Linked DNA regions of Mus musculus: regions 1, 2 and 4 are each linked to region 3. A link is a contact called in public promoter capture Hi-C data. All regions are on one chromosome and are shown on one strand. Each heading gives the region's core, a stretch centred on a gene start, on an enhancer-like site or on the middle of the called end of the contact. The rest is flanking DNA. Distances are from core to core; before and after follow the strand shown.

Region 1 (6,626 bases), core at 3,470-5,969, 1.4 Mb after region 3:
TCTTTCTTCTTGTTTATATCTCCCCCGAACCCTGGGCCTCTCACTCTTATATACTCTCAGTTCCCATCCACCCACAGCAGGCCACGCCACCTCACCAGGCACGCAGCTTCAGCTAATCAGGGCAGCAGGGGCATATCTCCATCAAAATGGATTCACCAGTATCCTGGTGCACCTGTGCAGCTCTCATGATGTTTGTGGCTTATATTCAGGTGTATGAGGAAGTCAGGTGCAAGCCATAAGACTTAGCTGCAGTCCCTGGTGCCTTTGGTACTGCCGCCACACCCGCTCCTCACACAACAGAACCTTAGCAAAGTTGATGCCAAGTCACTGCACTGTGAATCATTAAAGCTCTGAGCAGAATTCTAACTATTTCTTTTTTAAAAACGGAACATCTTCTAACACCAGCTTTATCTGTTATTCTGGTCCCCAAAGCCCTTTCTGTAGAACAGCAGGTAGATCAAGATGGCCACACCCAGGAAGACAGAGAAACCACGCCTCCAGCCCTTCCAGTAGAATTTCCGCCATCCCCACAGCCCAGCTAGCAACCTGGTGCGCCTCTGCATGCGCTCAGCCACTATCTCTGCCACCTTGGCTACTTGGTCCTGGGGGTCAGCGCACCGCGTGTCCTGCACCAGCTCATACACCTCATTGGAGTAGTGCGCGCCCCCGTGCTCCCTCACCAAGCACGCAACCATGCCCAGCAGCTGCTCAGCCTGAGCCTCGCGCTCGCTGCCTGTGGCGCGGTTGTTGAGGGCGCACACGCGGCCCCCGCACTCGGCCACCAGGTCCCGCAGCGCGCGGTTGTCCGTGCAGTGCACATAATCCTGCAGGGAGTCTCCAGCCAGGTCCTCTTGGCGCGTGAACACCACGACAGTGCGCGCCATCACCTGCTTCCCGAATAACCGCTTCACCGCGGCCAGCGCCTGGCTGTCCTGCATGGTGAAGCGACCCAGCTGGGTGACCAGCAGCAGCGCGTGCGGCCCAGGGGCCGACAGCACAAAGCAGCGGGCTGTCTCCACGCACCCAGGGTCGGTCCGCGGGATCTCGGAGCTGAAGATATCCGGGGTGTCCACCACCTCCACCTGCCAGCCGGCCCACATTCTGCTGGCCAAAGTGCAACTTCTGGTGACAGGCACCGCCCCCAGCCTGGACAGGAAGCACTTCTGACCCAGGATGCTGTTGCCAGTGGCACTCTTGCCGGTCCCAGTCCTGCCCACTAGGATGAGCCTCAGCTGGGGCATCTGCGGGGCCCTGGAGTCCTCTGAGCCTGAGGATCAGATGTGGCAGCATTGAGTCAGAGACACAGGCTTTCCTCTGGGAAAGACTTGTATTCAAGCCTTCAGCATACAAGGGAAGGACCCACATTGCCTGTTCTCCTTGGAAGCCTGGTGCTCCCATCTGCTTTGGGTTCTCTGAGCTCAGGTTCTTCCCCGTCTCTCCTTTCTGCATTTGGATTCTCTGTGCACCTGCAGATGCTCCTGCTGACGTTTCACAAAATATTCCTTTATAACTCCTGGGTTCACCAGGGTCTCTGGTCCTGAACACAGGCCGACCTGATGCTGAATTGAGACACCAGGGTTCCTTCCCCCGCCCCCAACCCCCACTCTGAGATGCGGACCATCAAGCACAGGGGAGCCCCTCAATCCTAGACAATTGGGGTTGGCTGCAGCCTACCACGTGTTCCCTGTGTAAACGCAGGAAGTGCTCAGTCTAGGACACAACTCAAAGCTTTGACACATGGGGCTTTCTCAAGGTTGTTCGAGAGTTAGAGAAGAGAATTCATCTTCTTCCCTCTTTCTCCTCGCTTGTCTCAAGCCAGCTCCCTCCTCGTGGTTAATATTTTATTACCTTTTATTTACTTAGGGGGCAAACAGCCATGTCCTGTGGAGGCTAAAGGTCGGCTTTCAGGAGTCCGTTCCCTCCCTCCACCATGTGGGCTCAGAAGCTGAAATCAGCTCATCAGGTTTGGCAGCCTTTACCCACCCAGTTATCTCCCTGACTCCAAATACTGATACCCAGTTAATTCCCCATCCTCCTAACACTGGGGACCTGATGAGTGAAGCTCACTCTAGGACTGGATTTCCCATCCCGTGTCATTTTTGTGGAAACCAGAGTAGGTTTATCCCTTCATGCTGTGGGAACCAGTGACAGGCTGGTCAAAGCTCTGAGCTCCCAGGTGGGCCCAGTATGTGTGGGTGGGTGTGGTGGTGGTTCGAAGGGAGTGCAGGGGAGGGGCTGCTGTTTCATCCCAGCAGCTTGCAGACCTGAGGAAGCTCCACCCCTTTCTTCCCTTTCTTACTCTGAGCTCACACAGAAGCCAGGTTGCATTTCCCCAGAAAGGCTCTTACCATAGGCGTCTTCCTCATCTCTTGCCATCTTCCTTCCTCCCATGCTTCTTAGAAGGCTCTCGGTTTTGGTTTTCTCATTTGTGTGCTCATTCCTGCAGCTGAGCAAAACCCAACCACAGAGTCAGGCAAATTCTAAAGAATACAAAGCAAGGCTTTTGTCTGCAAGGAGCCGAGCATTTAGGCGTGCGCTTCCGTTTACAGGCACTTCGGGGGCACCTTTTGTCCACCATAGTAAGTTCTTCTATTCCTTCTTAGAGATAGCATCTGGATTTTGAAGAATAACATCTAGGGGGACCAGAAAGATGGTTGCAATGCTAGCTTGACAACCTGAGCTTTCTCTCCTGACCTCAGGAAAGGTGGAGTGAACCAACGCCACAAAGTTGTCTTATGAGTCTCCAAGCCCTTTGCTCTAAACTTTCCCCTTCTACTACCTATGTTCTGGTTGTAACATTATCTGGTACAGCCAAGCACTTCCGGGTCACTTAAGCCTAATTCCAGGAGTCCCTAAGCGCAAAGCAGTGCCCCCCCCTCCCCCCCCAGTCTGCTACTCCAACCTCTTATTCAGCTAACAGGTCTCAGCCAGTGACTGCCCAGAAATCAGATTCAACCTCTCCCTGGCCTTTCTCTGGTGATAGCTTTGGTTCCACATTCCTGTCTGAGTGCTTATCTGCATCTCTCCACCATTTCATGCTCCATCTCTTTGTCTCCACTATGGGTGACATGTTCCCTCCCTCTCTTCCTCCTGTGGGCACAACACCAGAGAAGGGTAATGTTAACTCAATAGCCTATCTCCCACAGAAGGGCTTTGCAAACCAGATGGGCTAATACCCCTTCCATCTCCCAAAGCCTTTAGTCAAACACTCTGTGGGATTCCATGTCTCTGTCCTGTGTGCAGAAATCAGCAAATGCCCACAAATGACACAGATCAGAACTGAAGAAACAGCCGTAAGAGCGGGGGCAATGAGCAAGGTAAGAGCGAGAGCAATGAGCAAGGCTTCTGCAGGAGCTGGAGGAGCTCTTCCTGGGGGAAAATGAGGAGGAGGCACAGGGACTCCATGGAAGCCCAGGGCAGGACGCTGGGGCTTCCAGAGTTCAGAGTGGAGGCTGGGCTTCCTTTGATAGTTTCTAAGAGAAAGGCAAACACCGAGTGAAATCTCGGGCGATAAATGTTTCTATTATCTGGGAACATAAAGCACATGCAGTTCTATATGCTCAAGAGAGCCCGGGATAGTCCAGGTCCTTGCCTACAAGCTTGATGGGGTTTTGGTTTTTGTTTTTTGGGGCTTTTTTGTTTGTTTGTTTGGTTGGTTTGGTTTGGTTTTTGTTTGGTTGGTTGGTTGGTTTTGGTTTTTGGTTTTTTTGTTTGTTTGTTTTGTTTTTTTGAAGTATTTAGGTGTTCCCCTCAACATCACACTTCTTGGATCTATCCTCAGTTGTTCTGATACAACAAGTAGTATCTTTCTCACAAGCTTAATCTGCATCCAGAATTTGAAGAACATTATTTCTTAAACCCTTCCTTGTAGACGCGGAGAAACAGAGGTATCCCTGCAGTTGGAGTGGGACAAACTCCAGGAAGACAAGTGAGGACTAATTCCATTCCTCTCAAGTTTGCTAGAGCCCCTCCGACTGGCAAGGAGAAGAAGAGACTTCTGAGAGACAGACGTGGCCCATGAGGAGTAGCCATGAAAGCATGGTTTATAAGGACACAGAAGGATCGTTTGCCTTTGCTGAATGTGCTTTTTTTTTCTATAGAAAGAAACATTTAATGAAATTTCTTTCAAAATTCATCACTTTACTCTTTAACTTGTTTTTTGGCCAAAGTACACAGTCCTGGAAGGTACTAGGTAAAGACATGTTTTTTCAAGACCTTTTAAGTTTCTTTGATACACCAGACATCACCAGCTAAAGATACCATGCAAATCAGAAAACTCTATTTTTTTTTTTTTTTTTTTTTTGAGGAATGGACTGTGCTTTGCTCCTGGGAGGAGATCTAGAGTACATTTCCCTTACTGTACGAAAAGAGTGAGGGAAGAGATAAGCTTTGTTCATCAAAGATGTGTGAACTCCTAAGACTTCCTCCAAACTTGTCGATTCGAAGCCCAGGCCATCCTAACGCATCCGGAAGCCCCCCTTGCCTGTGATGCACGCTCGCTCGGAGTGCTCCTGCATAGTGCTTTGTACAATGCAGGTGTATAGGTACCAGACACTTTGGTCTCACAGCCCAGCTTCCTCTCCACCCCAGCTCACAGCCTCAGGCTCACCTTTCTTGCTGACAGTCCCTGAAGTGACCCAGAGAAGCCCCGGCCTCGCCTTCCCTTCGCTTGTGAGTGCAGAAGTCTCTCCTTGCCCAGGGCTGAGCATAGAGGAAGTCGCTAGGCTGCCTGGGTCTTAGAGATCAGGAAACTGAGAGAAAGGCCGGATGATGATGGCTTAAAGAGACAGAAACATTTTCCATGTAGTTGTGGTCTTAGCATTCCTCTATGAAATCACGCACTCTATCTTCTCTGTGACTAAAGGCTGTTTGTCCAGAAGGGTTAGTAGAATCAAACATGTCAACAGAGCCTTCCTTGGCTGACTCTATTCTAGAATTGGCTACAGGTAATCTTCCGTGTGTGTGTGTGTGTGTGTGTGTGTGTTTTGTGGTGGTGGTGGTAGTGGTGGTGGTTGTTGTTGTTTGTTTGTTGTTTTATTTTTATTATTTTTGTTTCCATTTTTCTCTTTAAGGATTTCTCTTACTACAAAATAGCCTCCAATTGAGATTGGAGGATGACAAATTGAAGCCCATTCTAGGCTACTAATCTTTTTAAGACCCCCACTTCAAAACAAAACAAACACCAAAGGCTCAGGGTTTAGCTTATTGATAGAGCATTTGCCTAGAATCATTTGCCTAGCATATACAAAGTCCTAGGGTCTATCCAGTACCAAAGAAAACAAAAAAGAAAAATTTACAAAGAATAGAATATCTAATATCACTAAGACTGATATTGGCTATTAGTGATTAATCTTTAAATTAGTGCATGCATATTTTGTTCATTCCTATTTTACTAAATAAAGGCTTTGATTGGAAATGTGAGTTACTTTAAAAATGTCTTTTAATGGTTGAAGTAATTGCATGATTTTTCTTTTGATCTATTAATATTGTAAACTATGTTTCTATGTAAGTATATTTATGTAAGTGTTTGTATACTTGCACGCACATGTGTATGTGTGTCTGTGTAAAAGGGTTGGGTTCCAAGGCATATGGACTATTGAGGTGGAGATATCTGGTGCTGAAAGAAGCTATGAGGGAGTAGCCTTGGGATTTACACCTGAGAGAGGAAGGAAAGAAGACGGTATTGGATAAGGATAAGATTGAGTCAGTCACAACAAATGCTGACTCCACAGGGAATTCTACAGTTTGCGTAGACCTTGAGATGGAAGGTGACGAGACTGCATTTCACAGTTCTATCAGCCAGTTATTGGATGTAAACTTCCACTGGAGAAAACACTTAACCTAGAGGCATCGCTCTTCAGCAGATGCCAACCTCCGGGCAAGGGTGATAGTCAGACAGTGGGTACTGCCAGTTGGCTGCACTCCTGGTCAGCTGGAGGGAGAGGCTGTGCTGCTGCTGCATGTTGGCATGCTGATAGAATCTCTCTTGCTTCATTATCTGAGCCATTTGAAGAGATGTGTCAATATGGTTTTACATATGTCCCCCCAAAGCAGGCATGTCCAACTCTAGGGAGATGGAGGCAGGAGGATCGTAAGTTTAAGGCTCTGTTTCAAAATAACTGAAAGTGGGCCTGAGGATACAACATGTGGGAAGCCCTAGGTTCAATCCTCACTAGAGAGGGTGGGAATCTCCTCAAGAAAGCTTCTTCTTAGCCTACCCTCTCCACTCTTGCCTTTGCAACACCAACCTTAGAAGGAACATCTCCCCACTGCCCTACTTACCACCACACGTGTGACCATAGAAGTCACCAGATACAGGACCAAAGTGAGGAAGAAGGAACAGGCTCCAGCTAACATGAACGAGCAGGGCTTACTGCAAATATCTGGATGCACAATAATTCATTTTACTCTTGCAGTTTGAAGAAATTGTGGGAAATGCTTCAGACCACAGACATATTAAGAAATCGTTGACAACTCTTTGTGGTTTCTTGCATAGCCCTTGTTTGCAAAGTGCTTCTGCTTAATCAAAGATTCTGTGATGACAGCAATGTTCCCAGGGCTCCCAAGGCTATGAACTTTTGCATTGTGGTTGGAGTGATGGGGAGACTAAGCTGTATATTTAAGTT
Region 2 (6,493 bases), core at 2,706-5,205, 1.6 Mb after region 3:
GGCTTTAAGCTTCTCTCATAAAACTCAGCCAGCCACGGTAAGACCAAATGAATGAAGGCCCATGAGACTTCACACTTGTAAAAGAACTGGACAAAGCTCTGAGTGCAAAAGACCATTCATGGCCCAGAACTACTCTCAGAAGTCAGAGTGAGGAAACTCATATCTTATGACTGAAGAAACTGCAACCCAGACCATTAGCTCCAGAAGCCTCCAGAAGCCTCCAGAAGCTGTCAATGAAGATATAGCACAAGGCATTAAAACTAGGCACCAGCACCAAGAGTGGTGTCAAAAGGGGAGAAACTTGCCTGTTAGAGCTGCAGCATGGACTACACCCCAAAACCTCCATCTACAGACCTGTTAGGCCACTGGGGCACAAACCCTGTTCTGTTTCTAATCCCTGGTACTATATAGTTGCTCTTGGATCCATTCAGTTATTTAACAAAACTGCATGGAAGTACTACGATCCCACAGGATACTCAAGACACACATATAGGCACCAGGAATGGCTGCACATGACTATAACTGCAGCCATTAAAGATTAAAGCTCCTGATGCAATAATCCAAGCTTACAATCAGTAGACAGAATGCAAGCCATTACAGTGAGAGACTCCACGTATCTTTAGTCTGAGGTACCTCCTGGAAGCCTCCTTCCTCCCAGTGTTTTGCTCCATTTTCTATGCTTGAAATCACAACAAGAGTGCACATGCAGCACTTGGGAGGCAGAGGCAGAAGCTCAGGCATAGGCTAGCCAGGACTAAGTATTAAACATAAAGTTTGGAGTGGAGGCATACTCGGAAGCAGAGGCAGGATGATCTTTGTGAGTTTGAGGCCAGCTTGGTCTACAAGCAAGTTCTAGGACAGCCAGAGCTACACAGAGAAACTCTTGTCTCAAAAAACAAAACCCAAAACAACAACAACAACAACAACAACAAAAAGTGGAAGGAGGAGTTGTTGGGAAACTCAGCGAGAGAGTGCTTGCCTGGTACATGCAATGCCCTGGGTTCAATCTCCAGTACCAAAACCCCCAAGTACAAGAGTAATTGTCTGGTTGACAAGTTCAGCTCAAACCTCTCTCCTAGTATCTGTATTAGGGTTTCTATTGTTGTGATGAAACACCATGACCAAAAGGTAACTTGAGGAGGAAAAGGTTTATTTGACTTATATTTTCCAAACCCTCACTGTTCCTCACTGAAGGAGGTCAGGACAGGAACTCAAGAAGGGCAAGAACCTGGAGGCAGAAGCTGATACAGAGGACATGGATGGGTGCTACTTACTGGCTTGCTCCTCATGGCTTGCTCAGCCTGCTTTCTTGTAGAAACGAAGGCTGCCAGCCCAGGAGTGCACCACCCAGAATGATCACTAATTAAGAAAATGTCTTACAGCTGGATTTTACAGAGGCAATTTTCTCAAGTGAGGCTCCCTCTCGGATGACTCTAGCTTGAGTCAAGTTGACATAAAAACAGCCAGTACAAGGGCCTGGATTCAATCCTTAGCGCGCGCGCACACACACACACACACACACACACACACACACACACACACACACAGAGACAGAGAGACAGAGAGAGAGAGGTGGGAACAATTCAGGGGTAGATTATCTGGAGCTGGGAAGCAGAGGACAAAGGGACAAAGAGACCCCTACTAGTCCTATTTACTTACAAAGGTCTGTGCACATCAACTGAGTGTGAAGTTCTTTTGGAACAGATCTTCAGGAATGATGAGCTCTAGGAGTAGAGGGTGGCTGCCTAGATACGGCTGACAACATGGAGCGGACAGAGATGGGACAGGCCCCGTGATAACTGAAACACAATGGGAGAAGCACAGGAAAACATTAGAAAGGGATTCTGGGGAAAGCAAGAGGAGAGAATTTACAGAGCGATAGCTTCAGTCATGGCCCTGCAGCGAGAAGCGTGGCAGAGGTAGAGGGGACTTACTCCAGGACCTCCTCAGACACCAAAGACACAGATCAAGGGACACTGTACAGAACCCACACGCCTGCCTCCCCGTTCTGTATCACCAACGAAGTTGAAAACACTGTATTGCTTCAAGACTCAAAACAAGAAAAAGGTTTGTGTTCAGTACTTGTTTCTAGTTTGTCGTTTGTTTTTCTGAAAATCCAGTCCTAATGGTTATAGAACTCGTAGGTACAACACCTTTGGCAGGTCCACTGGAGCGCTGAGAATACTGGAATGCTGGAGGGGTAGAGGAGGGAAAGACTTGGAAGTGTTTCTCAGATGGAGTACAGGGGCCCAGGCAAACAGGAGTAAAACACACCACAGGAAAGAGGTGAAATACGAGGTAAGACACACGGGAAAGGTTTGGGGTGCGTGAAAATAGCAAGGAATCTTATTTTTCCTGACAGACGAGGAAACAGAATGGCCTGCAGGCGTGCAAGCCAATGAAGGGAGGTCGTGGGAAATGATAACTGTCCACAGTCCAAAGCCTATGCGTCCCCCAGAGAAGCCACATAGCTGTAAAACCAGCAACCTGCAGATGAGTAATTTTTGGCATCTGTTCACCTGGACTAGGAGATGCCTCAGCATGTACCCTGTGTTGGCTGATTAGATTAGAACTTTCTCTTGACTATTTTGTCAGTCCTTTTCAGGAGCATGCCCAGATGGGACCTGGCTCCCTAATTCTACCCTGTTACACCGCACAAACATACATCCAGGGGCATTCCACAGTCCCACTCTGTGCAAGCTTGCCAGCCTCCTCTCCTCTCACATTCCTACACCTGGGGAAGAAGGAGCTCTAGTCTCCCACACAACCAGAGAATTTAAGCCAGTCAGTGTGAGATGCCAAAGCTTTTAAATTCAGACTCCATTTTAGAGAATCTGACCTAAGCTTGAACTCAGGTAGACTACAGGCCGGTATCTAGCATTAGTATCCAAGTTGTCCCCACAACAAAACCTGAGCCTAGCTCGTCTCTAGGCTAATCCCCAACAAGAGCAGAGTTTCCAAGTTACACCCCTAACAAGACCAGTATCTCCTGGTTATTCCCCCAACAAACCTGCACCCCAGGTTGCAAGCCCAACCCTTGCCTAATGACCACCCATGCAGAGGGGAGCAGAAGTTAAGTTTATGATGTGACTCCCAGCACCAGCCAGTTATATTAAAGGCCAAAGTAGCTTTCCATTTAGATGCTCGCATTCGTATTCCATGTTTGGTGCTTACTATAAAGCCTTGCCACATAGACATTCGGGGCTCCTCCCCCACCAAAACCGTCCTGTGTGAGGGTGGTGCATTGGGGGGGCTTGAGCTAGCTCGAATAGAATAAAGACCCTGCTGTGAGTTGCATCAGATCAGCTCCTGTGTGTGTGTGTGTGTGTGTGTGTGTTTGGCGGGGGGGGGGGGGGGGTCACTAACTTTTCCCTGGCACAACAGTGGAGGATGTTTTAAACAACACTCCGCCATCTTCTGAGCTCACATAGCCAAAGTGACAAAAGCCACGGATAAGTTCCTGCTGGGAGACTACACTTCCCAGCTTCCTTTGGGGACTACTGAAGTCATTTCCACCCATTTCTGACCCCAATAAGGGGCCGCATCCTTCTTCCTTTGTAGGCATTTTTGCCATTTGCATATCTTGTGACAAATGCTCCCTCACCGAGAATAAACAAGACCAAAACTTTTTCCGCCTTTTTCTCTACGGCTGCTCTTTTAAAATAATCTATCACACTAGCGGAACCCTTGTTGTTATGTATACCAAGAGGCTGTGATTGTGGGATAGGAAATCCAATCCTAATGTCTCCTGGCCACCAAGGCAGCACCCACCTCACCGGCCGCGATTGTTACCGGTTAAAGCGTTCTGTCTGTTAACTGCACTCAGAGCAGTGCCTGGGGCTGAGGGCGTGGCCACTAACCGCGGGCGGTTCCAGAAGAATCCAGCATCCCCCAAACAAACAGAACACGCAACTCGGTTTCTGGCGCAGGCCCAGCCGACCCGGAACCTGCGAAAGGCCGGAAGGGGCGGGGAGTGGTGCGACGCAGAAAAAGTTGTTTTTAAGGGACGCGCTGCGGCTGGCAGGGTACGCAAGTGACGCAGATTACACAACCAGAGGAGCTTCTAGCTCTTTGTGCTGGAACCCGCGGCCAGTGCTGCTGGAGGATTTTGTTCCTGTTAGTTTGGTCATTAGCACATTTGACAGAGCGACGTTGGGAAAGGCATTTATGGTTCCTTAACGAATGTGTTCTGTGACATTCAGTATGCTAGGCTGCAGGCCAGTGGTGACCTAGATTTTCTAACCCGATAAACGGTGCCTGGTACGTGCTCGCCCACCCCTCTCCGAACCCTGCCCCTCACAGCGGTGCAGTCATGCTCACCGCCTAGGACTGCAGACAAAAGGTGCCACAATAACGATAAGAAGGACCCCTTGTGGGAACCTTACCCGTATTTTTAGAAAACTACATCAGAATGTTTCCTGAGATAAATGTGCACTGCCTAGTGATATTCCCAAAGGCCTTGCCCCCAGAGATGTCACCAACGCAAACTGCCACCTTTGTAAATGACATTGTCCAACGGATAAAGAGGTCACCTTAACTAGGCACAGGGGAGAATGCCTCTCACTTTCTTTCACAGGCCACTTGGAAATGTCTACATTGGGAGGGTTTTCCATCTCCTGATGCTTTCTGTGCACTCAGACAAAGCAATCCCAGTTCAGTCCACACCCTTCCAGCCTGGGCTGGCTAAGTATAGGCACAGTTTTGTTGTTGTTCACATCTTTGCACTGTATCACAGTGCAAAGTCCTTAATGAATACGTGTTTGATGACGTTCAGTGTGCTAGGCTGCAGGCCAGTGGTGACCTAGCTTTTCTAATCCGTCAAATGGTGCCCGGTATCCATTTGATCTCCCTTGAACTTCTCCATGTGATGGACCAGCCTGAGTCTATTTTAAGATTAGAAGCTATAAATGTTCCTTCTAGGAAGGTGTGGAACCCCAAGAACCGCACAACTCTTAGCAGAGAGAGTGTCCCAATGGTAGACATGGTAGCCTAGGAACCACACAGCTCAGAGGTAGGACAGTGTCCCAATAGAAGAGCGTCCTGAGACACAGGAGCCCAGGAACCACATAGCTCTGAGAGGAAGCCTCCTCAGCAAGAGGCACTGCAGCTCCCAGGGAAGGGTATACCCAGCTGAGCTCTGGAGCCTCAGCCCCGCTCCACTTCTCTTCATTGCTTCTTTGCTTCTTCTGATGCTAAAAAACAAAAACAAAAACAAAAACATCACATCAGGAATCAAATCTCATTTAAAAAAAAACAAAAACAAAAAAAAAAACAAAATAGGGAGGGTCCAGGGAGAGAGGGGACAAATCCAGGAGTGGCTGCCTCTGCTTCCAGGAGCAGACAGCAAGGCTGTTGAACAAAGGGCAGGGCTTATATAGGATTTCTTATGGATGGAGCTTTTCAGGGCAGAGATTTCCAGGTTGAGGATTGGTGGGATTTCAAGTCCTGAGCTTGGAGAGCTCAGAGATTGGTGAGGTTTCCTATTCTGGGATTGGTGGGGGTTTGTGGGAAGCTCAGGGATTGGTGGGTTTTTTTGCTCAGGGACTGGAGGCATTTTTCACCTCCCTTTCCCTGCTTTGGGCCCATGGCTGAGGCGACATCACTGCTGAGCTTCTTGGGAGTCTGAAGAAGAGGTGTCGCCACCGTGGACAGCTCCTGCGCTGGTATTTCATGAAAGTGGTAGGCTGAGTCAGGAAAGAAAGTGCCACCACCATGGACAGCTCCTAGGACTGCCTTAGGCAAGTCACTTAAGAACTACTGAAGCCATCTCCTTAAAAGGTGGAAGAAAGTTCATTCCTGTTTGCTGTAAAACTTGGATTTGACCCTGTCTTGACCCTTTTCTGGAATTTTTCCACACCCTTATACCGAGACCTCCACCCTGATAATATACGATGCTCTGCCAAATAATTTTGAGATGTTCTGCCAAGTTTCTATGTAACCAAAAATCCTTGGAATCCCCTATCTTTGAAGTTTTGGGGCTACTAAAAAAATACCTCAATTTTCCTATGTTCAGAGCTGTCCTCTCAAACCCCACTTTAGGGAGACAGCTTGCTTAATTCAACCAAAAAATTTGAGTTGGTGGTCATTACTTTCGCTAGGTGGAATTAGCACTTATTTCAAAAGTGGAGTGCTCATTTCTCCATGACACAAGGAAGACACAGAGCATGTTATGGTAAGAAATGTTAAGAGTGCCAAGAAAAACTTGTCAAAAGACCTAAGACAGGAAGGAAAACTATTCAAGAAGGAACTACCCACCTGCAATAGCTAAAGATTTTGATGGCAGGCATTTACTACATGTGAGATCCTGGGTTCCATCTTCTCACCACCATGACAGTGGGTGATGTAGTAGGGGAGAGAGGGCATACTCAAATCCTGTCAGGCTAGGACAGTGGGAGATGTAAAGCCCAGAAGGGGGAATGGAGTCCATGAATAGAAAAGGACCAAGTGATTTAGACTGCAAACAATCACTCTGAAACCCGTTGAGACACGTTTC
Region 3 (6,439 bases), core at 2,849-5,348:
GGCGGAATATGACAAGCTGAGTGACATGCACAAGAAAGCAAAGAGTGGGGAAAAGTCTGAAAATAAGCTAAAAAGTGAAACAAAACAAAACCACAAAACAAACAAAACCTACTCACTGTATTGTCTTCTCCTTCAATTTTCATTCTACTTTAAATCTGTGATAACTTCAAAGGGGAGGCCTTTTGAAATTACCATCCCCAGGTATTTAAAACAATACTCAAGTATCAGTGGAAGCTAGCAACAAATGAACATTTTTAACTAAGCAGAATATGTCTCTTCTGGTATGTTACACTGAAAAACAAACAAACAAACAAACCAACAAGCGGGGCTGAGCATTCAAAGCGCTCACTTCTCTTCCAGGACTGAGGTGCAGTTCTCAGCACCCATATGCGGGACCTCACAACCACCTGTAAGCATGCTTTCATTGGCTCCAATGGCTTCTCCTAACCGCCATGGGCAACACGTGTATGTGGCACACAGGCATACACTCAGGCACACCCACACACATACAAAATACATCTTTTTTTTTTTTTTTTAAAGGAAAGGAAAGATGAATTTCAGGACAAAAGTAAAATTGTCTTAAAGTTTCTTTTAAAGAAAAAAAGAAGCAATTTAGAAGATAGGAACTACTCCAAATTGTTCATCATTATGTGGATGAATGTACCATGCAGAAAATTTGAGAAAGGTCTTTGAGTTATTCTATCATAATTAAGGGAGGCCATAAGTTACCTTCTCTCTGACTTGCTAAAATGCATTTTACTTTGTTTAAGTGAGCTCACATTCTGAAATGGCCAGAACAAGGTTAAATATTGTCAGAAAAGAAAATGTATAAATCTGACTTTATTATACTACAGAAGAATAATCAAACGGTCAAAGAGTATAGGTTTTTAACAGAAGACCACCTTTTCTCTGCACAAACATGAACACAGATTTAACTAAAAGAGGTGCTTTGCTATCTCTTCCTCTAAAAGTTTTTAAAAGGAGCCTAATCTGCTCTAAAAAGGTTTGGAGTTAGTATATTTCATACAAGAGTGATGATCTCCCCAGACCCTTCAACACAACTACCATCTGTGTACATCAAGCCTGCACTGCTCCTAAGATTAATGCCAGTAAAATCAGCTCTCTGGAAGCACTCATGAATCCAAGATTTCATGGTTAGTTAGCCCATGGAACTAGCAGTAGCCCAAAAAGTACACTGTTACTAAGTCTATGAGGAGAGGTATTTGGTGAGTGGAGTGGAGTGTGAGTTAGAGGAGAAGGCATCACACACACTGAGCTCCAGACTCGGTTCTCAATGCAGCCTCCTTAGCAGCCGCTCCAGCAGTTTGGCAAAGCGCCCAGGACGATTAGCAGCCAGAGCACGCAGAGCAGGGATCTGTTGAGATGAACTGCAAAGGCTCCCCCAAGTGGTCACAAATAAATGACAGCCACGTCTGGGCTAATCACTGCCCTGGCTTTGACTCCAACCAAAAATACTCTAGGTAAAGCTGGTGCCTATAATTAGACAAAAATGTAATCAAATACTAGTACCCCACACGAGAGTAGCGAGAGCATCATGATTTCAGATCCCATGTTTATGAACACAGCACTATTTTGGAAGGAAAAAAACTAACAGTAAAACAAAACTACAATAATTTTTCTCGATAGATTTTTCTGGGGATGACAGTTATCTCAAATAGATGAGTACTTTTCAAATCTGCTTGACCATCCCTAAATATCAGCATATCCTTTGTAACTACATTTACTTGAAGATCAGTTCTGATACAAATTTAGTTACATATCAAAAGAAATACATGGAAAATGAGAATTTATCAGCTTTACTACATACCCAACTTACAATTTACAAAAGTTCCCTTCTCACTAGTAATCCGCATTGACTGTACATGACATAAACAATACAATCAGGTCTTCCTACCTTTCTCTGTATTAATTTTATTAGTGTTTTAACTGTCTGACTAGCTTGAGCTCTGTATTGTTTGCAACTCACTCTCTCAGAAATGATTTGCGGATGTCACCCACTTCTGATAAAGCTCAGATGTCCAAAATGTGCAAAGCATTTAATTAAAACATCTGTTGTCTTCTGATAATCTTCCATTATTCAGAGGTAAAGCTCATATAGGTATGGTATATAGTCAAACAAGCAACACAATTTTAAAACATTATAAAACAGGTACCCAGGGTCTTGTGACTGTCTTTTTTGTTTTCAATCTCAAATTTAAAGGGAAAGGAGAGAAGCAGCCTGGGTAGCCTTCTGACACAATTTCAGCTTCAGGGGGAAAAAAAAAATGAGCTTAGGAAAAAAAGCAAATTGCTCCCTCAAATATTTTTTTTAAAAAAATTATAAAATCCAACAGTTTTCCTGAAGAGGAGAAAAAAGGATTGTCTTGTACAGAGCTATCAAACTTAACTCTAACAGCTTGATATTTTTACCTCAAAACTTTGTGTGTGTGTGTGTTTCAATATTCCAAGGTGGAAATGAGATTCACTGCAATAATTACAAGACACACACACACACACACACACACACACACACACCATAAGCCCGCGCTCCTACATAGCCTGTAGTCTCCATAGGACAAAATAGAGCAACTCAAAGTGTAACCATTTTTGCATTATGTAACCCTAATTTGGAATAAAAGAAACATGAGCCTTATAGAGCAATGTATGTATTTAAACAATAATTTAATAATTTAAATATATGAAAGCTTTAAGAAACAAATGACCTCAAAATGAAACAACCCCCAAAGTTATTTGTTTACAGAGCAATAAGGCCTCTAACCACAAAACTACAATCAGGCCTAGTAGTTTATCATAACTACACAGCCAAAGGCTGGTGCATTGTTTGACCAGTGTACCAAAATTTACCCTTAACCAAGGCTGAGATAGTTTTAGTACACATGAGACGTATGTAAGTTTCCAAAAAAGAAATAATGACCTGAAACACCACATGGGAAGAAATGGCTGCTAACTCATATTCCAAGTGAAGACCAATTTAACGCACCCCGAATGCTGTCAGCTATATGACAAGGAACCCCATTCAGGAGGGCTAAAGTAAAATTCCAAGAATTCCCAGAGGCGTAGGAAAAGAGTAAAAGCATGGCTAGCCTGACCTTAACCGGCTGCTTTTTGAGTAATGCGGAGAATTTTCTGAGCCTTGCCTACAGCCTTGAGTCTCTTCCTCACCCTTCTCCCCACCTACACAAATACTCACCCCAGAAAAGGGGAGCTTAATGAATGTTTTCTCGAGCTGCGATCCCAGGAACTGGTACCTTGAGAATAAACTCCCAATAAAGTGTTAAAAAAAAAAAAAAAGAGTCCCCCCAGCAAGAAAAATAACCAAAGACACCCCAACCAATCCACAAGCTGTCACCGCGCTGTCCGATCTTGCATCTACTCCCCTCCGGCCTGCCGTCCGGCCAAAATAGAAGTGGGGGAAGAGAAGGCAGGCACCTTTCTGCTTTCAGGCAAATGTGTCCAGCTCGGAGAGCACGCGCTGAGCGGCGACCGCCCCCGCAGAGGCGTGTGCTCGCCCACCGCCACTTTAGCCAAACAACTGGAACCTCGTGGCTCGGAAGTGGCAGCAGGAGTTGCAGCAAGCCTCCTCCCCGGGATCTCTGAGCCCCCAAAGGTGTCAGTCCCAGCGCCAGCCCGCTCGCTCGCCCGCCCGGGTCCACGCCGAGGCGCCCGCGCCGCAGAGGGAGGCGGCCGGCCCCGCCCGGAAGGGGCGGCCCGCGGGGGACGCGTGGGGCGAGGGGCGCGCGAGGGACACGCCACGGCTCCCGCGCCCAGGTGGCAGGGGCGGGGCCCGCGTGGCGCCGCCGGGCTTGGGGCTCCGGGGCCGGCCGTTACCGCACCGCGTGGGGCCGCCACTCACCGGCTCGCACCTCGGCCGCCTCCGCGCCGCCGCTCCACTCATCAGTCGCGGGCGCCGCGCAGCCCCATCTACCGACTCAGGGGCTCGCGGTCGGGCGGGCGACTTCCGCCGTCCCCGCCGGCCTCGCCCTTCGCCCGGCTCCGGGCGCTGCCGCTGCCCGCCGGCCCGCGCGGCCAGCCTCTCTCAGCCGCTCCGCTCCCGCCGTCGCCGCCGGGGCGCGCTCCTCCCGGCCTCGCGCGTGCGCCGGACGCGGCGAGCGCGCGGACTCGTGCGCGCGGAGATTCCCCCCCTCCCCCGCCAACCCCCGCCCAGCCCGGCCCCGCCCCTCGGTTGTGGCCTGGCCGCCAGGTGCTACCACCAGAGGGCCCTGCGGGCGGGTCCCTTAGGGTCGCCCTGGCCCAGCGCGCGTCCTCCACGTTCTGTGGGAGAGGAGCGGGAACCGGCCGAGAGCGGCTTATAGCACAAAGGAGACGCGAGAGTCCTGGAGCCCGCGCCCGCCACTCTTCTTACAGCCCTGACTCGGAGGTGGACTTGAAGGGGGACTGAATTTTCTCCCAAAGGCCCAACCCGAGGCTATGGTTCACACCCGACAAATGAAAGGACACTAGCTTCTTTCATAGTGCCAGGGCTCGGGCGGGATCGTGGAGCGGGCTTAGCCAGACCCTCCCAAACATCTGGCTTTCCCAGACCTGGGAGGAGGAGGACGGAGTACCGTGCCTCCAGCCGCGACCCTGCGCGGAGTGGGATGATTGCTGATGGGTGCCCTCTCAGAAAGTGTCCTTTTGACAGGCGTGTAGCTTTAATTTTTTTTTTTTTTTTAAGCTAAAAGGAATTGAGCATTGCAATGTAGCAAACGCTTCTGGCTAGAACTACAGTAGCAGTGCGAGAGCTTCCAGTCCTTTCTGAGATCTCTCTGCAAGCCCTCAGACCTGTGCTGTGGGCTCTCGCAGATGCTGTCATAGTCTCCCTAAAATTGAAGCAAGTAGTGTTCTTTCAGTGGAGCAACACGTCTCCTCAGTAGCTGTAGAAAGTGCAAGTGGAACTTCTCCTGTGACCATCTATCTGGTGGCTTCCACTGCGTAGCCTCTCCTAGCTTCTGAGCACCTTGCACAGCCCCTGCACAGACTGACGACAAGATTCAGAGATGGGCTTCTGAGATGTAATGCACTGCCTACTTTGTGGATGTAGCTGGCACGGAAGGGAAAAGGGGCGGGGGTGGGGGACGACTCTGATTCTGTGTCTTAAGAGGGCCCCAGTGAGTTTTGTCTTTAGCGTCAACCAAGCATCAAAGATTAATTTGCTCTGCCATGAGGATCATTAATTTTGCAAACCAACATGTAGGGGGACTTTGTAGAGCGTTAATTTAGAACCCTTTTTCCTGGAACAGCAAACCTGAGAAAAGGAAATTGGAAGCAATTAAGAAAAGTGGAATGTGCCGAGGAGCACGGAGTAACTTTGGGTAGGTATTGTGGTCCCCTATAGCCAAGTTCACCTTGTGAAATGAGACCGAGTGGGCTCGGTGCCCAAAGGTGAGAAGTAAGACATAGGCAGAGAGTATCATGGTTTGACCTCTCACGGTGGTGTGGACTCTTCGGGGTTTTCTTACTTTTCTGGATACTCAGTGGCTCCTTCCTACAGCACTCTACCCCAGACCTGTAAACCTTTAGAAGGTTGCCCTTTCAATTCCCACTTCACCACAGACTTTTCTAGCCAGTATTGTAGCTGCTCTGTAGAGGGGCAGGAAGTGACTGCCATTTCTGGATATGCTGCTCCCTATATTGTACCTTTATTCTCTCAAAGGTCCAGTGGAAACAGTGTACTAGCCTGTCACACTCTACTCCGTCCCTACAAACAGGAGGAAATTGGCTGAAGGAGGTTTGAGGAGGAAGTAGAGAATCTCTGTCAAATCACAGCAAGCAGACCTCTAGGACCAGCCCTTGCCAACACTCTTGTCCCCGTGCATCTGAACGTTATAGAGGCTGATCACTGTCCCGAACTCATCCTGAAGATCAGAAAAATGATTTTGCTTCAATGGCTGTCTTCAGTCACTTCTTCTCTAGGAGTTTTTGCCAGTGAAGTTTTCTGTCAGTGTCTGTTTTATCAAACACTCCTGTACCGGTTATACCATGAAGCAGTACTTCTTATTATAAATAATAGCCCACCTTGAGACATTCTGCCCTTCTTCTAAACTGTAAAAGTGGGACATGCCAGAGTCCATTGGAAATGATCTGACTTGAACATGGAAACCCCTGCCCTTGCTTGCCAGCTCATCTTTCTGAGAGAATGTCATTCCTGAAACACCACCTATCCATTCCCGCACCTGTTACAAAGCTTCATTCCAGGGAAGGAGACAGTTAGGGTTGAAAATGACATTGCATCTTTCTCTTCAGTGTTGTTGATGGCCTGACTTTCCTCTTCCTTCTCTTCAGTGTTGTTGATGGCCTGACTTTCCTCTTCCTTCAAGGTTAATCTCAACTCTAAAGTCTAAATGGATCGTAATTTCACTATATCCTAGCTGTAACTCAACCAAAAAAAAATCAGAATTAAAAAAAATCCCAACATTTA
Region 4 (6,577 bases), core at 3,555-6,054, 1.0 Mb after region 3:
GAGGCAGGCGGATTTCTGAGTTCGTGGCCAGCCTGGTCTACAGAGTGAGTTCCAGGACAGCCAGGGCTATACAGAGAAACACTGTCTTGAACTCCCCCCACCCCCCCCCAAAAAAAAAAAGAGTTGCCTTGGCCATGGGGTCTGTTCCTAGTAGTAAAACTCTAAAAGAAGGTTATATGAAGCCAAAGAGAAGGATCCCTACAACAGAAACTTCAAGACACTCAAAAGGACAGACTTTCCCTGCTCCTGGATTGGCAGATAGCATGAAAATGACTTTACTACCAGAATTAATTTACTGCTTTAATGCAATACCTATTGAAATTCCAGTGCTATACTTCACAGGGTTAGAAAAAAAAAATAGTGGAACAAGAAAATACTATGAACAGCCAAAGCAATCCTAAGGAGCAAGAGTGCTGCTGACCCTGAGTTACACTGAGGAGGGAATGGTGAAGACAGCCTAAGACAGCCTGGCATGGGTATACAAATCGACAAGTAGGGGCTGGACAGCTGGCCCTGTGGTTAAGAGCATGTATTCCTTTCAAAGGGCCTGGCTCAGTTCCCTGCACCCACATGGTGGCTCACAACCATCACTAACTCCAGTGCTAGGACATCAACCACCACCTTCTGACCTCCAAAGGGACCAGACACACAAGTGGTGCACATATATATATACAAGCAAGCAGAACACTCGTATACATAAAATTTAAAAATCTAAAACATAATAACTGAATAGATGTGCAGACCAGTGGGATAGTAGAAAACCCAGAACTAAAACTATGCTGTGCCTACTTAATTTTAAAGAAGAGAAAAACAGGTAAATGGCAGATTCAGCAAATGGTGCTGAAAACTGGACATCTATCATAGAAAAACTAGATTGGATTAATATCTTTCACCTTATTAAAAAAAAAAAAAAAAACCTCATGGATCCAGCCTTTAATTTAAAACATGAAGCACTAAAACTTACAGGAACTAGCCCCAAATATCAACGGATGAGACTACTTGGAAATAAAAGACTTTGAGTTTGGTTAATTTCACAGTGTGATGTTTATTATTCATAAGTTCTTTATAATAAATTTTAATTTAAAAGAGGTTAAAAACAGAATGACTGTATGAACCAAATATTCCACCTCTAGGTGCATATCCAAAGTTAAAAGCAATAGACAGTTCTACGGCCATATTTAAAGTAGCAATCACAACAGCCGAGAACTGGGCACAACCCAAGTGTCTATCAACGGGGAAATGGATAAATAAGAAGGTATATACATACAGCAGGGTGCTACTGGGCTGGGGGAGCTCTATGGCAGAGCACCAGCACTCATAGACCCTGGGCTCAATCCTCACCACTGAACAAGGAAAACCAAACACAGGTGAACCTTGGCAACACAATTTGAGTGATATACACTAGTCACAAAAGCTGAACGCTATATGATTCTATTCGGAAGATACTAAAAGTCAAATTCTTTCTTGCCCTTCTCATATAAACATTTTGTAAAAATAATTTGTACTTCTTTACTCTTGTGCAACTTCTCTGAAAACCCTATTTTTTTTAAATACTCAAAAGCCTTAAACCTTGGTAAATTTTCTCCCCCCCCCCCCCCCCAGTTACATCTGAGAGATTCTGCCTTACAACTCTGTCCATCTTTCTTAATCTTCCTGTCTCCAAATACTTCCTAAGAATGCTCCTCCACTTGACTGATGGTGGTGGCATATATCTTTAATCTCAGTACTCGAGAGGCCAAAGTAGGAGGACCTCTGAGTTCAAGACCAGCCTGGTCTGGTAATAAGAAGCAAGTTCCAGGACAGCCATGGCTAAAAAGAAAAACTCTGTCTCAGTAAAAAGAAAGAAAGAAAGAAAGAAAGAAAGAGAGAGAGAGAGAGAGAGAGAGGCCATTTCCTCCACTCTATCATATTGCACTAGGTTTGTTTTCGACCCATTTGTATTTTCAAGGCCTTGTCTAGGCATCCCCAGCTGTTCTTACCTGCCTTTTCTTTGACCAACTACTAACAGAGTGCCTATTCCCCTGTAGAAATGGTGCCACCATCTGCTGGATGCTGCTGGGCACACACTATTTTTTCCTGCTCTGAACCACATTCAATCCAATTAGAAAATGACCCCTCTTCCTTCTTCTGAGAGCCGTGAACTCACAGGGGAAGGACGACATATACTTCACTTTTACCTTCCCAATACTTCAGTGTTTGGGGAACACCTAGGCAGATGGGCCTGGGCTACATTAGCTGAACAAGGTAGACTAACGAAGCTAGAAAGCAGAGTCCTTCTGTTGGTTTCTGCTTTAAGTTTCTGCCGTGGATTCCTGACATGGCTTCTCTTAATGAAAGCCTATAACCTATAAGCTAAAAAAACAAAACACCATTCCTAAACTGCTTCCATCGTGGTTGTTACCACAGCAACAGGAAGCAAACTAGGACAAAAAACACTGTCCAGAACTTTTTGGAAATTATGGAAACTTATATGGCTGTTGAGTATGGTAGAAGTCAGCCACATGTGGAAATCAGGTGTCTGGAAGTGGCGAGTGTAGCTGAAGAACTGGGTTTCAGAGTCTGCTCACATTCGAATGGAGAGAAAGCTGAGCAGGTAAGAGACTTGCTGCTCTAGTAGAGGACCCAAGTTTGGCAGCCATATTTGGTGACTCATGTGCATATACTCACACAGAAACATACACATTCATATCATTTAAAATTGTTTGTTTGTTTGTTTGTTTTTGGAGACAGGGTTTTTCTGTGTAGCCCTGGCTGGCCTGGACTCACTCTGTAGACCAGGATGACCTCAAACTCAGAAATCTGCCTGCCTATACCACCCAAGAAGCTGGGATTAAAGATGTCCCACCACACCCACCTAATTCAAAATGATTTTAAGGGCTTGAGAGTTGACTCAGAGGTTAATAGCATGGGCTCAATTCCCAACAACTACACGGCAGCTCACAGCGCCCTTGAACTCCATTTCTAGGAAGACGACATGCTTTCCTCTGACTTTTGTGGACACTAGACATACACATGAAATAAAAAATAAAAATAAACCTCCAAATCTTTTAAATAATTTTTAAAGCCTTTCACTAGCTAGAGGCTATCACATAGGTGCTACTCTAGAACAGACTCCTAGTGTCTTCTGGCTTGTTTCATGTTATTAATTTTCCTTGTCACAAAAGACACGAATTAGAAATTATCTGGGCTCGACAGAGCTAAGTATTTGCTCCCAAATATTTTACTCTGAGAAACCATAAAAATCACTCTTGGGAATTCTAGAAAGTGGGCTTCCTCTGCAGCCTCTGTGTGTCACTCTCTAGGTAAAGGTTCACAACAAAGGAGAGCATCCTACCATCTTCACAAGGTAGTGGACCATAGCGTGTAAGTGTCGGGTGGAAGTCCCACTCCCAATCACAAAGTAGTCTGTGTATCTCATTTCTGGAGGAACCTGGATCACACAAATGTCTCTTGCATTTTCTTGCCTCAGAAGTGAAACCAGCATATCGATGTCAAACTTGGCACCAATGTGATCTGAAAATGCAGAAACGCTTGTGTCAGATGGCTGAGGAGAATACAGACCTACATTTGTCTACAGAAGCAGACTGACACGAAGTCTCCTGGAGACAGTGGAACTGCTCCCCCTACAAGTGTATTTATATCTAAAATGCTTTGGTGAACACTAGGCAGGAGGATCCCAGGTTCAATGTTAGGCTGAGCAACTCAGAAAGACAAGGTCTAAAGATTTTTTATTTTTAAACTAAAAGACTGAAGGTGTGCTTCAGTGGTGGCATGTACGTGGCCCTGGGTCCAACCCCTAATACCATCTCCATTCAAGACAAACTAAACCAACCAACCAAAAACCAGCTTAAAACTGAACCCGGACAACAGTTCCCTAAAGCACTGCTCAGCTTTCCTAGGTAGAAGGTTCAGATTACGGACACTGGATACTGCGATTACCAAACGGAAGCAGAAGCAAATGTCTTTCTATTTACTAGTACTGAAAGGAACAACACTCCACAAATGCAGAGATGCTACACAACAACCAGCGGCATGATTTGAGGGAGAGGACAATATCCTAGGGCACACGTTAAATCGAATCGCAGATTAAAAAGGTTACTTAACTATACTGTATGGTAGGCGGGTTCTCAAGACAATACCTGGTCCACAGCCTTCAACAGATATGAAGAAACGAGGCTGCTAGGACTAGTGCTACTAAGACCAACCAGTCCACCTGCTACGACCCTGGGCAGATCGTGAGACGGGGTGGATCCTGGGCTGTGAAGCCAAGAGCCGGATGTTGCCCGCTCTATGACTGGAATTTTGACGACAACACGCTACCTTAGCCTCCCTCTAGGACTCTCGGGTACGCAAAGCAAAGTTGGTGCCGACCACCTCCCAAATCCCTTCCAGCTCTGCGTCTGCGCGAATGGCTATTTCTCTTGCCCCCGAAGCGCACAGGAAAGCCCAGGGCCGCCTGGGTCAGGCCGGGCCACCAGGTGTCCTGCCCGCGTACCTGCGGGTCCGGGCTGCAGGCGAGCGTCGCCAGCGGTCCGCTCCTCGGGCTGAGGCCCATGGTGCAGGCCGCGCGTTAGGCTCGGGGTCAGGCAGGTCGCGGGCCTCGCGGGAAGCCATCGCTCTGCCAGCCGCGGAAGCCAGGGAACCGAAGCCATTGCGGGGCCGGCTCTCTGGAAGACCGCCCTGCGCCACAGCAGCGGCCATAAACGCCGCGCGGGCGACCAGCCCGGACCCATAGCTCTCGCCGCGACTTCTCTGGGGGGAGGTGGTGGAGCTTCCGGGCGGCTCCGGGATTCTACGTCACGAAGTGGGCGGGTCTGTAACCGGAAACGGTGATTTAGACGGATTGCCTGGGGAGTAGTTTAAGGAATGAGGAGGACCGTGTGGATGGTGGTGGCTTACGCTTTTACTTTCCGCACTTGGTAGGCCGAGGCAGATCTCTGAATTCAAGGCCAGCCTATTCTACAAAGTGAGTTCCAGGACACCCAGGGATACACAGACAAACCTTGTCTCTCTTTTTTAAAAAAAAGAAAGGAAAGGAAGGAAAAGGAAAAAAAAAAGTGAGCCCAGATAATCTTTATGGGGCTGGAGAAGATGGCTCTATGGTTAAGAGCACTATCTGCTCTTTCAGAGGTCCTGAGAATTGATTCCCAGCAACCACATGGTGGCTCACAACCACCTATAATAGGATCTGATGCCCTCTTCTGTCTTGTAGGCATACATAAATAAATACATCTTAAAAGGAATTAAAGGGTTCCTACCTCTCTCTCTCTCTTTCCTCTTCTTCTTTCTCCTTTCCTTTTCTCCTTCCCTCCCACTTTCTCCAGCCCCTTCAAACCCTCTCTAGCTCTCTCCTTTCTGTTTTTCCTCTCCCCCAAATATGCAGAAATTAACCCTGTCAGATAGGAATTAAGTATTTTTAGCCATTTCCCACTGTCCAAAAAACAAAAAAGCAAACAAACAAAAAACCCTAAATTCAAGAACTAGAAAGATGGCTGAGCAGTCAAAAGTACAGACTGAATTTAATTTCAATGGTATTAAATGCCCTCTTCAGATGAAGTGCACAAACATATTGTACAGACATATAAGTAGGCAAAACACCTGAACACATAAAATTAAAAACACAAAACAAAAATGAATCATACAAAAAAGAAGAAAAAAGTTTGAATGGCGGCATCAGGTATGGTTGATTGCTTTCAAATGAAAGATATGGGTCATTAAATGAAAATCTCAGTGCTGGGTTTGGGATACTATCATCCCTACATTATTGGTCAGGGCAGCTATGGGCCCACCTAAAAACAAGTGAGGCTATTTTGGTTGTCTCCCACAACTAGATGGTAAGACCATACATATTGGTGAAGACAACACTCCTTGTTTTCAAGCTGAAACTAATCTAAAACCTTCTTACCTGCTGCCCAGCTTTCATGGAGTCAGGAGGTGGCATGCAGGTCACTGGGGGAGAAAAGCCATCAGTGGACTTACCCTGAGTGATAATTCCAATGCCAGGCCAGATGCGCCCACTGAGTCAATAGTGCATGAGTTATGGGGTTAGCCAGCCAACCACCTTCTGATTAGATCTGAGCCCTGCCTCACAGGAGGGAATCCATGCCTAGCACTGTAACTCCGGTCAAAACAAAAAACCATGAACACCTATGCGCATAAAGATAGCACTAATTAAACTCAGTGGGCTATACAGAGAAAGGACATGAAGGAGGTGTTATAGCTTGCTAAAAGACCCTCACCCACAAAGAGCACAGAGACCACCATCGTTGCAAAACACATGTGGGATTTACTTATCCAACATGTTGGGGAACCCCCTCTCAGCACACAGGCTGGAGGAGAGATCCAGAACAAAGAAAGAACACACTTTTTATACTTTTGTAAGGGCCAGATATAGGGCACCAGGGTAGTTTGGCTTTTTTTTTTTTTTTTTTTTGCATTTAAAAATGTAGACTTTAATAAGTGTACAGGTCAGCTAGTGGGGCAGTTGACCAAGATACATAATGCAGGAGATACAAGTGACCACCTGGAGTTTCTATACTTCATTCTGCTTACAGAATATTTATTAAGGTTGTTTAAT

The links. Promoter capture Hi-C pulls out the DNA fragments that hold promoters and counts their contacts.
Region 1: a promoter capture Hi-C map of pre-B cells shows a contact between it and region 3, with 4 times the contacts expected there. The contact joins the promoter of Gimap1 here to the promoter of Mpp6 in region 3. A contact is called at or near these places in 3 of 39 promoter capture datasets (hippocampal neurons, liver and pre-B cells).
Region 2: a promoter capture Hi-C map of pre-B cells shows a contact between it and region 3, with 4 times the contacts expected there. The contact joins the promoter of Lrrc61 here to the promoter of Mpp6 in region 3. A contact is called at or near these places in 2 of 39 promoter capture datasets (liver and pre-B cells) and 1 of 115 datasets of contacts at active chromatin or transcription factors (embryonic stem cells).
Region 4: a contact with region 3 is called in a promoter capture Hi-C map of pre-B cells, with 4 times the contacts expected there. The contact joins the promoter of Malsu1 here to the promoter of Mpp6 in region 3. A contact is called at or near these places in 1 of 39 promoter capture datasets (pre-B cells) and 1 of 9 other capture datasets (adipose tissue).

The regions. Positions count from the first base shown.
Region 1 is chr6:48,737,140-48,743,765 of GRCm38.p6, reverse strand. Gimap1 (GTPase, IMAP family member 1) reads right to left here and starts at 4,719. Exons shown (of 3, transcript NM_008376.3): 1 at 4,610-4,719; 2 at 2,349-2,446; 3 at 1-1,267. The coding sequence starts at 2,391. The coding sequence ends at 408.
Region 2 is chr6:48,552,261-48,558,753 of GRCm38.p6, reverse strand. Lrrc61 (leucine rich repeat containing 61) reads right to left here and starts at 3,955. Exons shown (of 3, transcript NM_177736.3): 1 at 3,772-3,955; 2 at 1,660-1,799.
Region 3 is chr6:50,107,900-50,114,338 of GRCm38.p6, reverse strand. It overlaps Mpp6 (membrane protein, palmitoylated 6 (MAGUK p55 subfamily member 6)), which reads right to left and starts at 4,098. Exons shown (of 13, transcript NM_019939.2): 1 at 3,875-4,098. It overlaps Gm38805 (a long non-coding RNA gene), which reads left to right and starts at 4,182. Exons shown (of 3, transcript XR_869061.1): 1 at 4,182-4,399; 2 at 5,262-5,333; 3 at 5,675-6,439.
Region 4 is chr6:49,072,022-49,078,598 of GRCm38.p6, reverse strand. Malsu1 (mitochondrial assembly of ribosomal large subunit 1) reads right to left here and starts at 4,804. Exons shown (of 4, transcript NM_029353.1): 1 at 4,496-4,804; 2 at 3,335-3,513. The coding sequence starts at 4,733. It also overlaps the pseudogene Gm19253.